Linked DNA regions of Mus musculus: region 1 is linked to region 2. Evidence: chromatin contacts called from public HiChIP or PLAC-seq data. All regions are on one chromosome and are shown on one strand. The core of a region is the stretch at or near the end of the contact, and the rest is flanking DNA. Distances in the headings are between cores, read along the strand shown. Region 1 has its middle 5.7 kb from the start of Gm12496. Region 2 holds the start of Abca1 (ATP-binding cassette, sub-family A (ABC1), member 1).

What was found. HiChIP or PLAC-seq counts read pairs in DNA pulled down with a chosen protein or histone mark.
Region 1: an H3K4me3 HiChIP or PLAC-seq map of bone marrow-derived macrophages shows a contact between it and region 2, with 5 times the contacts expected there. The contact joins the enhancer-like site here to the promoter of Abca1 in region 2. A contact is called at or near these places in 2 of 39 promoter capture datasets (embryonic stem cells and liver), 5 of 484 Hi-C or Micro-C datasets (the HL-1 cell line, bone marrow-derived macrophages, centroblasts and 2 more), 5 of 115 datasets of contacts at active chromatin or transcription factors (the NIH/3T3 cell line, bone marrow-derived macrophages, embryonic stem cells and 1 more) and 3 of 9 other capture datasets (adipose tissue, embryonic stem cells and macrophages).

What each region holds. Positions count from the first base shown.
Region 1 is chr4:53,407,566-53,411,397 of GRCm38.p6, reverse strand. No RefSeq gene overlaps it. Among named protein-coding and RNA genes, the nearest start is that of Gm12496, 5.7 kb to the right of the region's middle. Within about 2 kb of position 1,642, at least 73 of the 459 cell types and tissues checked have an H3K27ac peak or open chromatin away from gene starts, as enhancers often do. A contact at or near this core is called in the HL-1 cell line, the NIH/3T3 cell line, adipose tissue and 2 more, where this site is marked.
Region 2 is chr4:53,157,734-53,161,357 of GRCm38.p6, reverse strand. Abca1 (ATP-binding cassette, sub-family A (ABC1), member 1) reads left to right here and starts at 1,463. Exons shown (of 50, transcript NM_013454.3): 1 at 1,463-1,682.

The sequences.
Region 1 (3,832 bases), core at 393-2,892, 250 kb before region 2:
TGCTCTTAAGTGATGAATCATCTCTTCAACCATATATATATATATATATATATATATATATATATATATATATATATATATATATTGTGTGTGTGTATGTATTCATGTATGTGCAGGTGTTATGCATGTGTATGGAGGGGAAGCCAACCACTGGTGGTGTTCTTAGGGTGCTAACCACTTTTTTTTTCTTTTTAGACAGGGTCTGTCACTGACCTTGAACTTGCCAAGTAGGCTAGGATGGTTGGTCTGTGGAATGAAACGGGAGTGCACCGGTAGAATCCAATCCTTAGCTCTAGGATTGAATGTGTGTGACACTACCCCTGGCATTTCTATGTGGGTTCTGGGAACAAACTCAGGTCCTCATGCTCACAAGGTAAACACTATACTGACTGAGCCATCTTCCCACCCCCCATATGCATTTTAGAGCTGCATTATGCAATGTGTTAGCTCCTCCCCCCATAACCACTCTAAAATAAAAGAGGAAATCCAGCTCTCTTCACACTCGTTGCATTTCAAGCTTACACTAGCTACCGTCACAGCTACTTTGTTAGACATGGCAGAAAACGATCTTTTTCATCATTACTAATCTTCAAGACAACATTGCTCTAGAGACCTTCATGTCTGTGCTCAAAATTAGAGCAAAAAGGCTTGATATAATCTTTCCTTTCAACCATGGTAAGTTAGGACAAGTAGACAAATAACAAGCAGTGGGCTGCCAGTCACTTGTATTTATTTTGCTTTGCTGTGAATGCTATCCAAGGTAAACGACTTGAAAGGAAGAATTATTTTGGCTCATGGTTTTCAGAGGTTTCCGTCATCTGTGGTCATTTGTCCTGTTGCTTTGGGCTTGTGATGGCAGAATAGCATGGCTGGGGGCCACATGACAGAGGAGGTCTGTTTGCCTCTTGGCAGCCAGAAAGGATGAGGGAGAGAGTGAGAGAGAGAGGGAGACAGAGAGAGAGAGAGAGAGAGAGAGAGAGAGAGAGAGAGAAACAGAGAGAGAGACAGAAACAAAAAATAGTGAGAGAAACAGAGAGAGAAACAGAGAGAGAGAGACAGAGAGACAGAGAAAGAGACAGAGACAGAGAGGGTGAGTTTGGGTCCCAGTATATGCTTCAAGGTTCAAGGGCACACCCCTACTACTTCTTCCCACTATTTCCTATCAGCTCCCAATAGTCCCATCAGCTTGAAGACAAGCCTTTAACAAACATGCTTTCTGGGAACATTTGAGATCTAAGCTCCTGTAATCACAGCCCCCTAAAGGCAGAGGCAATGGGATCAAGAGTTCAAATCTGCAGATACTTGGCAAATTCAACACCAGCCTGGACTGCAGGAGACCCTGGGCTATGGAAGACCCTGTGTCAATTTCCTCCCTCCACCCGTGACAGAAGATCAAAGCATAAGATCATCTATTCATTCCATTCTGTCTCAGCTCTGTGGTGGAACTGAGAGCCTAGCTACTCAGCTCGGGGATGGGTAAATCTGAAACTCATCTGTTAGTGAGGGGTGATTAACTGGCGTTACATGGAGCCCCTTGAGCATATTATATAAGTAAATATAAAATATGCATTTCTCTACCCTGTTCTGCTCTTCCCTGCGAATACAGGCTTCTTGGGATTTACAGAGCACGGTGATTCATTCTCAGACTGGTGATTCATTAAGTAGGCATTTCTCAATGACAGCCTCCCAGATCATCAGTCTTCAAGCAGGAGCTATTTTCCTAGGTCTCTAGACCTATTTCCTTTTCAGCTTAAAACACTCTGAGAAAAAGATCTAAACATTTCAGTTCTTTCAGGAAGTCAGCTCTCTGGCTGGAAATCTGTAGCAGATTTTCAAATTGGGAAATGATAACTATGGTGTGAAATGAAAACTTATTTTTATTGGACAGAGCATACAAATGAAAGATTATATTGTCACCTAAATACCACAAGTGAGTTATTTTCCTGGGGGTGGGGAATGGGGGGGCAGGCAACAACTGTGTGCTTTGCTTTGCTGTATGTCAAATGAAACAGGAAAACAGTAAAAAAGATAAACAGATAATACACAGGACCCAGAGTGACAATTTCTTTTGGGATTGACATAAATAGCAAATATATCCCCATCCACTTGTGTGAAATAACTGGGAGGAAACCCCCTACCCCCTCACACACACAATTTTCACAAAATTGGAAAAGGAGAAAGGGGATGGGTTTATCTCTAGTGCTCCCTTGTCAGGCAGGTAATTTTGTATCAGGGGGTAGCCATGGCGACCACAAAAGTTACTCATGCAACTAACAACGCAACTAATGATGCCCACAATTACTTAATTGCAGGCAGGCTTAACGGCTTTTGCCATTTTTGGAGGATGCTTGCGGCTAATTGTGGCTGCGAGTGGGTAAGTACAGGTGCAGTCAGGTGTGTTCCTAATTTTTACATTTGTGCTGACAGCGGGAGAATAAACGATCCTATCTAAAGTACGGTGTTACAGGAGGAGGGTTAAAATTAGTTCTTGTAAGCCCAGAGATGGTGGAACAGCCCCAAACAGGAAAACAAACACAAGCCACTTTGTGTTTAAGCACAGGTTGGCATCAGCAGTGACTTCACAGCCCCAGGGACATCTGTGCTTCCCCTCCTTTCTGCCCAGCTTCTCTTGAATTCCTGCTCATGTCTCTTCCACTGAAAGGGGACTTCTGCACTTCACCTTACACAACTCCTATCCCACCTTGAAACAAATATAATTTTGCATGACTATTCAATACTGCCTATATTTGAAATGCTTTTGTTTTTAATTATGATACATATATGTTCAAGAATACTTTAATACACTCCACAGGACAATTAGGTAGCTCTAGAAGTTCTCTCACTGGTAATTGAAACCCCAAAGATGGCTATAAAACATTTTAAAATCTTTATCACACTCCTCTATGAGGGTTTCAGCCAGTAGGAGAAATGTTAGAGATAGATTGTTTAAGATTTAAAATGTTTTATTTTATGTGTAGGTGTGTGTTGTCTGCATCTATATTGTGAACCACATATATTTGCATGCCGTAACTGCAGAGGCCAGAAGTAGGTGTTGGATCTCTTGTCCTGGAGTTATAGATGGTTGTAAGCTGGGAATTGAACTCAGGTCCTCTGCAAGAGTCCAGTGATCCTAACTACTGAGCCATCTCTCCAGTCCTTAGAGAGATGGATGGCATCTGTTGAATGGCAAAGATGTGACTGTTTCAAGACATGGCTGGTGTACTGACTGGTTTTGTATGTCAACTTGACACAGGCTGGAGTTATCACAGAGAAAGGAGCTTCATTTAGGGAAATGCCTCCACGAGATCCAGCTGTAAGGCATTTTCTCAATTAGTGATCAAGGGGGAAAGGCCCCTTGTGGGTGGTACCATCCCTGGGCTGGTAGTCTTGGGTTCTATAAGAAAGCAAGCTGAGCAAGCCAGTGGAAGCCAGCCAGTAAGAAACATTCCTCCATGGCCTCTGCATCAGCTCCTGCTTCCTGACCTGCTTGAGTTCCAGTCCTGACTTCCTTTGATGATGAATAGCAACATGGAAGTGTAAGCTGAATAAACCCTTTCCTCCCCAAATTGCTTCTTGGTCATGATGTTTGTGCAGGTATAGACACCCTGACTAAGACAGCTGGCTAGAAAGGTTGATGCTCCACTTTTCTTGCATGGGGGCTGGGGGGGTGGGGAAAGCATACTAATCTAACAAGCTCACAGGTCAGCCTTGATAGGAAAGCTCTTGTTCTCCTCTGTTCAACAGAGACTATGACTTGACCCTGTAGAAAGTGGGCTGATCCTACATTACCCTTGTAAAATCCTTAGACACTCTTTAGAAGGCCTTTTCTGTC
Region 2 (3,624 bases), core at 214-2,713:
GCTAGGAGATATGGGGGAAATGAGGGAAGCTGCATAAAGACTTAATCTCCTAAAATCATGCAAAGAACGATCCTTTCCCCTTAGGCGTTTTCCTTTGTACACAGATGGTCACACATATTATTTTAAATTCTTTGCCAGTGCTGGACTTTTAAAAGTCTGGCATAGGAAATGGTTTATAGGGTATGGATGTCACTAGAGATTGGCACTGATGTTCAGTCAGTAGGATTCTGGTGTTGGCACTCTTCTTCCGAGGACTTCAAAAGTTCCAACGAAATTCATTTTCAGAAAACTCTGAGGCAGAGAGAACGTTCTCTCTTGAGAGACAGGAAGCAAGGGCCAAGGATGTAGCTCTCAGCTGGCTGAATGCTTGCCTGCTATGCAAGAGGCTGGGTTCCATCTCTCCGCACTGTACAAATGTGGGTGTGGTACTCTGTTCCTGTAATTTTAGGCCTTGGGAGGCAAGAGGATTAGGAATTCAAGGTTATTGAGTTTATGAGCAGACTACATGAGACTCTGTCTCAATTAAAACAAATAAAATAGAGGCAGAAAAACTTTATCTAACTTTGGTCGTTTGACATCATCAAAACCCACTCTTGTGACCACAGCTGCCCCTTGTGGCTTATAGGTACCTATTACTAGTGGAGTGTGTGTGTGTGTGTGTGTGTGTGTGTGTAGAAGGTGCAGACTAGGTCCCTGGAAGGTGTGTGTGTGTGTGTGTGTGTGTGTGTGTGTGTGTGTGTGTGTGTGTAGAAGGTGCAGACTAGGTCCCTGGAAGGTAGAGATCTTCTCTTCAAAATCAATGTAAAGGTTTGAGGCAGACACCAAAATAGGCTGATATTCACTGTCCATTCCACATCCCTTCCCCCAATCTAGGACTTTTAAAGGAAGAAAAGGAAGAGACCGAAAATGGTTGGCATCTGGGGGTGGGGTGGGGTGGGGAGTTTTCCTTCCCAAGTTGGGGGCTGAGCAAACTAACAAAAGGAGAGGGGGGAGAGTGGGAGTAAGGGAGAGCGGGAGGGAGAGAGGAAGAGGGCATACACACACAAACAAAACAAACAAAACTCAAAAAGCAACACCCACAAAACCCCAAACAATTGCAGAAAGAGGAGTTTAGAGAACGAGCTTTTCCCCTTTCCTCCTCTGCCGGGAATGTGGAGTCCCTGGCTCAGCGCAAGTCCGGAGTTTCCCGTTTCCCGAAGGCTAGCAGGTCAGGGCCAGGGCTACAGAAAGCGGGCCCCACAAAGCTCTCACCATGCGCCCCCAGTGCCCGCTGCGGCGGCGCACTGTCGCCGGTTTAAGGGGCGGGCCATGTCTCCACGTGCTTTCTGCTGAGTGACTGAACTACATAAACAGAGGCCGGGAAGGGGGCGGGGGAAAGAGGGAGAGAACAGCGTTTGACCGGTAGTAACCCCGGCGCTCGGCACAGCCGAATCTATAAAAGGAACTAGTCGCGGCAAAAACCAGTAATTCCGAGGGCGAGCGAGCGGGCCGGGACCGGCAGAGCCCACTTCTCTCCGCGGCGCAGCGCAAAGCTGGGCAGGGGGCGCCGCGGGACCCGCGCAACCACAGCCGGCTTGGGGAGCTGCTCTGCTCCCTGTTTCCCCCCACTTTTTTCTTCCCCTTTCTGGAAGGGTTTGTGCAGGGGTAGGGAAAACAGACTCAAACAGCAAAGTGGAAAACAGGTAAGAGGTTCTTCAGTGACTTGGGCATTTTGTTTCGGGGCCAAGGAAGCGTTGGGAAGCTCTCCGTTTTGGGGACACTGGGGGGACTCGAACTCCCATGTACCTTACTTCTGGGGATGCAAATAGTACAGGGGAGGCATAAACAGGGAAAGAATGTTCTGGGACGGGCCCTGTCGACCCTGGGACTCAGAACTGCCGCACTCGGGTCTCCCGGAATCGGAGACCAGCGAGAGCATCTCCGGCGTCGGAGACTCGCCTCTTGGGCGCAGTGTGAGCCAAGGTTCCCGGACGTCCTCGGGGTACAGCCAGTGGGGTAGGGAGAAGGGAATCCTCTACAAAGGGTCTCCTTTTGTCTGGCGCGGGGTAGGCCGTCGCCCACAAGTGTCACATCTGAGTCCTCACTCCATTATTTAACTGGTTTGTGTTGGCCTCTGACTTGGAGGTTCTCTTCCCGGGACTGGGACTGCATGTCCTTGTTTCCAAAGAACTCTAGTAGGAAGTGTCCTAAACGGGGTCTTTTATGTTACTGCTGCTTGAGTTCTCTGGGCTTTGTTCGACTCCGGGGTCCTGCCCACAGGCTTCCTGCGCTCTGGAGGGCTGCAGTCCCTGGCGCAAAGTGGGAGACCACTTTTGTTCCTTCTAAAGACAGAAAACTTAAGAGAGTCTGCAGAAACCCGAAACTGGGGTGCCCAATCCACCCTCATCTTACTGCTTTTTGCTAGTCTTCCCTTGGGGAGACTTCGGGCTGAGCACCGATTGGGAAGCTGGGGCTAGGTTGTGCAGCCGAATGACCGCAAGTAACCCCATCGGGCAGCACAGAACTCGCAGCTCGGGTGCTGGGCCGGGCTCCGCCGCCAGGGGGTGGGGGCTGGGCGGCCTGCGGGTGGCCCCTGGAGACTGGCCCGCAGCGCCTCCTGGCCGGGTAGCCTAGGTATGGCCTGGTGCGGAGTGAGAGTCTCTAGTCCTTTTGCTTCACTGTGAATCTGGTCAAAACTGGTGTTTCCAAACTGGGAGGAAACCCGAGGCCAAGAAAGCCAGTCTATGTTTTCATGTTGTTGTTTTTTTCTTTTTTGTTTTTGTTTTTTGTTTGTTTGTTTGTTTCCTGACTCCCAGACCGTTGCTCAATGAGGTTCTTGGGGATGTTGGCTGATGACAACCTTGTGGATAGGTGCCTGTTTTGGTTTCTGCACTTACCTCTGGAAAAGAGAGAAATACTTATTAAACTGTTTGCTTTTTTTTTTTTTTTTGACTTTGTGTGTTTGTTTGGGAAAACTAAGTGTCACTAGAAATAATTAGTTTGCCCCATTTGCTGCAATGGTATCACCATTCCAAAACAAAACAAGAATTTACTTCGACATCCTTCCAAGGAAGTGGGCAGAATAAATGTACAATAAAGGACAGATAAACAAAAGGAACACTTCTGGCTTAAGATGTAGGCCCCCGGTAGAGTCTACCTTGTACAAGACCTTGGGTTCTAGCACCACCAACCACAGAAGCAAAGCAAAACAAAACAGCACAAACCTTCCTTGAAGAGAATTGGTACACCACTTTCTTTCTGTGGCTCAGCCCTCACCTCCCACAGCACACACCTGACACATGCCTGCAGGCTCGAAAGCACACCCTTACCTCTTAGTCATAATTCGGAACCCTGACCCAAGTATTGATACTCTACAAGACATAAATGCCAATTAAAAAGGAGTTGTTTATCATCACCACTTTTCTTTCAGCCCATTTTTAATATTCTAATGCACACATAAGGACAACGTATTGCTGTTCCCATTGTTGAAAAACACTTCCCCCACATCAAAGGAGGTATAGACAAGCATAGAGAATATTTGAGTGGATAGTATATCAATATATAAATAATAAAGATAAATTACAGTTTCTATTGTAAGCATGTCTTTTCCTCAGCGCTATCACAAGTCATTAAAATAGGGCTTTT